Linked DNA regions of Gossypium hirsutum: region 1 is linked to region 2. A link is a contact called in public Hi-C data. All regions are on one chromosome and are shown on one strand. Each heading gives the region's core, a stretch centred on a gene start, on an enhancer-like site or on the middle of the called end of the contact. The rest is flanking DNA. Distances are from core to core; before and after follow the strand shown.

Region 1 (2,700 bases), core at 47-2,546, 140 kb before region 2:
TGATGACAATGGTGGCGTCGTGCCGGCCTGTAATGGCTGCCTTAGCTACACAAATCAACAAGGATGCTTTGATTGAAACTGGCTTTGTACTACACATCTCCTTTTGTGGATAATAAAATTTTAGAATTTTAATGTGCTTGGGGTAATTTTTCTGTTTTAAAAGGATTTAAATTGAATACTTATAACTGGGAGAGACTAAAACTGAAATTATTTCATTTAACCAAAAGATTATTGTAGGGTACATTTGCAATTGAACTAAACAACTCTACAAGCAGGTCATGTATTCTTTTATTTTTTAATTTTTATTTTTTTAATGTAAATTAAATATATTTGACAGGTTCTTAATTTTTCTTGTATGAAATCCTTACCGATATCTATATAATTTTTTTATAAATTTTTTGAATAATTTAATGTAATGTGTAAGAATGTACCTAAGCCTAAACAATGTTTACAATAAGTATTTTACCATTTCATCTATAACTCAATTATTGATATTTTTTAGGGAGAAGTATCAAAATTCTACATGAATTTTGGTTCAAGTACAATTTTGATGCACAAACTTTAATTATTTTATTGTAGTTCAAATGTATATATGAAACTCCGATTTTGATCTAATTTTACAATTTAAAGAAATAAGTATATTAATTTTATTTTTGTATTAAATAAATATAACTATTTGTTTAAAATGATGTTATATCTATAGTTGTATTAGTAAATTGTGAAATTTGAATCAAATAAACATTTAATGTATAAATTTGTACAAAATTATAGTTCACCTATAGCATTGCACATTGAACCAAAGTTCATGTGCAGTTTTGAACTTCATCCCATTTTTTTTTATAATTATAATTTTAATATTATGTTTTTCTTTCACTTACATCATGGGTGTAACAAAAATTAGTATACATAATATCTGCGATTAAGTTGGTGCCACAAATCGACTCAATATTGAATTTTCCTTTGACCAACATGATAACATTTTAACATGTTATAAAAAATAAAAAAATGATGATGAACAATTAGATTGTATTTAATATTTATAATATGATATGTTTAGGTATTTAAAGTTTTTTTTTACTTATAATTTAAATTAATTTTTTATTTTAATTCAATATAGATTGTATATATATCATTATTAATTTATTTTTAAACTCATACATACATATATATATATATATATTAACTACATGGTTTCCAAAGGTATTTTTGGTATATAATGCAATTTGTTAGTGTGTAATTGTAAGCTGGCCCTTAGCTGAAGAAAAAGGTATTTTGAGAACTTATAGGCTACAATTTAAATGGGCTGGACCGTGTACCCAGCTTATATTTATAAAATCTCTTCCTTTTCCTTAATCCAACATTCTATCCATGAGTTGAGGTGGCAATGGACTGATTTGATAGGTTTATGTTAGGTTATTTTGAGTTTAGGTTTTTTTTTTCATTTAAAGTTTAAAATTTTAGGTGTTTAAATTATTTTAGATTCGAGTTTAAATTATTTTGCATTAAATGTAATTATATTCAGTATTTTGAATTATATTAAATTATTTGGTCGGACTGGTTAGATCAAGAATTAGTCGTGGTTTCAATTTGGAATAAGGGGTTGGATAGATTGAATCACAAATTGGTTGAATTGAGCTAAAAAATTGATTAAATCGGTTTTTCTCTATTTTTATTGTTTTAATTTTTAAATTTTTAATAATTTATTCAATTGAACCAAAAAATTGATGGTCTAACCAATTTGATTATGAAAACCTTGATTATATTTAGGTAATTTCAAGGTCTAAACCTCAATATAAATTACTAATTTAATATTAATTTAAATTAAACTTTTTTTTGTAATATAATAATTTTAAGTATATTTTAATTAAAATCCATATTTTTATGGTTATTTGTTTGCATCGAAATGATATAACATTAATTTGTTATATAAAACCAATTGCTTTATGTAATTTTATTATAAAAATATGGTATATTATAAATTAATTATATTGATATTTAAAATAATTTACTTGGTAAAATTGATTCTCAAATAATATATTATAATTTATATTATTACTCTAAGAAACTTTTAGCAAATGGAATGTGTTATATATATCACTTTTCTTGGTTGTGCAATGCACGAAAGATTTAAAAATTCCAAGTTTTATATAATAATAATTATGAATATTTAATAAATTTTAATTTTTTTAAAACCACAATATTAAACAAATATATATCACTACCAATGAAACTGTTTGTTTTAATTAGGTTTTAATGTGAAAAAACTACACATTAATAATATAATGAATCTATTCCTTTGTCACAATTAGTCTGTTCTTTGCTCATAATTCTATTAATCACGAATATACAAAGTATATTGAGGTGAATTGTCATTTTATTCGGGATGCAATTTAAGAGAATCTTATTTCTCTTTCGTATGTCTCTACTACAGATCAGCTAGCAGATATATTTACAAAAAACATTAGGAAAGAAACAATTTGATTATTGCCTTAACAAGTTGGACATTTATGATTTCTTTTAGAAATAATTTTTTATATTATAAGAAGTAGAGGGTGAATAGAAATAATTTATATTATAGGAAGTAGAGGGCGACTAGGAGTAGTTTTCCTAGCTATTTCAACTCTAAGTGCTATATGACATTTATGATTTATTTTAGAAATAATTTTCTATATTATAAGAAGTAGAGGGTGAATAGAAATT
Region 2 (2,700 bases), core at 8-2,507:
AGCGCCTCATATTCCACTCATTAGACGATGCCGTCGACCATAACCTGAGAAAGAAAATGCTTGTCAATGTTAATAAACATAGCCAGACGAGCGAACTGGCCTCTGGTTCTGCTATCAGTTTAAAAAATCCAGTTTTGCCACTTTTTCGACTAGCCCCCTGATGACCTCTATGTCTTCGATTTATATATAAATCTCGAGAGTTTCGATAGCCGGGTCCAAGCCATCACCACGCTGGGATATGGCTACGATGAAGTAAAATCTTTAGTCCAAGGTTGAACAGTAAGGTACTGGCCGTAAATGATCCATGGTCCCTGAGTCAATACTCGATTATAATCTTTATTGTTCTGAAACCTAACAAAAAAATAATTGTTTTCTATGTCCATGAGATGGAATGGTTTTGTAGGTTTCCATAGGCTGCTTATTTGATTATGAAGAGTGTTATAGCCAATGCTTCGCCCTAAAAGCTTGAGTACGACCGTCAATTCCATCTCTTTGAAGAGAATTTCTTAAATACTGTCCGAGAAGACAATTGCTGGAATCCCATTGACCATGGTCGTACTCACATCACCTTCTAACAACTCAAAATCACTTTCACTTCCCTCGCTAGGGTCATTACAAGCCATACCAAAAATGACTGCTCCTCCCCCTAAAAGCTTGTCCTTCCAAGACAAATTCGGGATTAGATAAGAGTCCACAACCATAGTAGCAACCTCTCCATCGATTCCTTCCTTAATCTCACTTTCTTAGTGTTCCGATCCCCATCAGATCTAGAATCACTAGCACCTCCGTTATCAGAATTTTGCATATTTTAAGAGCTTTTTTCTTTGACCATTCTTTATGCTTCCTTGTCAATCAACTTTTTAAAACCGTTGATAAATTTTTACTTTAACCCTTAATAAAACGGTCGAAAGAAAATTTATAAATGATCCAAATGAGAATATTTAAGGAATTAATAATATTAATTAAAACATTTAGTAGTATCTAAAATGATGATACCTATTTTGATGCATTAAGTGTATTAAGCAAGGGAGATTAGATGCAGAATGGTGAGATTTTGTTTAAATGATGATAGTTTAATGAACTGGAAAATAAATCCAATAAAAACAGATTACAATTATCCAATTTAATACAGATAATAAATAAATTTGAAGATTACAACTATCCAATCCCCATAGAAAGTTTGCAGATATTATAAGCAATATTTATAACTCCTTTCCTTATATTTAGTGCAAACATTTTCATTCAAACCCCGAAACAAAGAAATAGGATTAAATTGACAAATTTATAAAATTAAGATCTAAATTTGTAGTTTATCCAATAGCTTATTTTAATGTGTGTTTTAAAAGTTCAGAGAGGAAAAAGAGAGCTCGTCTACAGTTGATAAACCAACTAAACTTCCTCTTCAATCCTTCCATCCTTGCACTCCTGATGGACCAACAGCAACCACCGCCGCCAACCCCTAATGCTCCTCCTCCTTCCTCCGCCGTCGACCCACCTCCGCAACCACAGCCGCAGCCACAAATTCAACAACAAACAACGCCAACGCCCCCGTCCTCAACATCCTCTACCGCAATCCCTAACCCTAACCCCAACCCTATCCCGAAACCCTTACCTTCCGCCATACCACCACCGAAACAGCCGCCGCAGCCTAAACCAGCTCTCCCCTCTCATCAGCCAAGATCCGCCGCTGCATTCTCGAGGCCATGGCAACAGCACTCTGCCCAGTTCACTCATTTCTCTTCCTCTTCTCCTTCCGCCTCATCGTCTCCTTCCCCTTCACTTTCCTCTCAGCCGCGAGGCAGCATTGCCCTCGGTGTTCCTTCGTCCCATTCTGGCCCCTCGCCTCCTTCTCCTTCACCTCCGCAATCCACTCCGTTTACCGGTTCCTTTGGCCATTCCTTCGGTGGAACCTCTAGTTCCAATGTTTCCCAGGTTGGATTTTAAGCTTGTGGGTTATTTTCACTCACGATTTTGAGCTTTTGATGCTGAAATTTCCTCTTCTTGTGATATTTCTTTTTCATAGGCAAGGCCAATGATGCGAGGAATAGGGATGGGATCATCAGTTGGTTCAAGTTCACAAATGAGACCAGGTGGGATTTCTGCTCAGCATCAACAAAGGCCTTTGCAATCATCTCTTAGACCAACATCTTCACCAACTAGCCAGTCCCCTTCTACCCAAGTTAGTATTATTTTTAAGGATTAATGTATATTATTTCTTTTTATTAATTTAAATGACATTGATTTTTTGTCAATAATGTTCTAATAATGCTAAAAAATGTTAGTTGAATTTAAATGGTCGCAGTAATAACAGTTTTAGCATATTTTAATAGAGTTCTTAATAATGTTTTAGATTTTTAAGGCTGCTTAGAACTGTTGGTTGAATCTAGAAAATACTAATCCTTTCTCCCTGACTTGTATTATTATTTTTAATCTTAATTTGAATATAGTATTGGTAGGTTGAAGTAAGCTGCTTTAAGGAGTTCGTCAAGAGAGCTAAGGTGTTATTATCTACTATATAACACATTGTGGTTGCCAACAACCTCTTGGCTTCATAGCCAGATTCTTGTATTGTGTGGCATGAGACCTAGGGTTCGATCCTTAGCATACCAATCCCCATTCTCCTATCATCGAATGTGAAAGAAAAGAACACATTATTGTCATCATGATTATAAATGTTGGGTGAATTTGTGTTTGATGCCT

The links. Hi-C and Micro-C count contacts between places; a contact is called where the count stands out from the background.
Region 1: a Hi-C map of leaf shows a contact between it and region 2, with 3 times the contacts expected there. The contact joins the enhancer-like site here to the promoter of LOC107949460 in region 2. A contact is called at or near these places in 9 of 34 Hi-C or Micro-C datasets (callus, hypocotyl, leaf and 1 more).

Annotation. Positions count from the first base shown.
Region 1 is chrD01:32,948,812-32,951,511 of Gossypium_hirsutum_v2.1, reverse strand. No RefSeq gene overlaps it. Among protein-coding and RNA genes, the nearest start is that of LOC121213523, 15 kb to the left of the region's middle. Within about 2 kb of position 1,296, at least 1 of the 9 cell types and tissues checked has an H3K27ac peak or open chromatin away from gene starts, as enhancers often do. A contact at or near this core is called in leaf, where this site is marked.
Region 2 is chrD01:32,804,859-32,807,558 of Gossypium_hirsutum_v2.1, reverse strand. LOC107949460 (transcription initiation factor TFIID subunit 12) reads left to right here and starts at 1,257. Exons shown (of 9, transcript XM_016884113.2): 1 at 1,257-1,932; 2 at 2,024-2,179. The coding sequence starts at 1,429.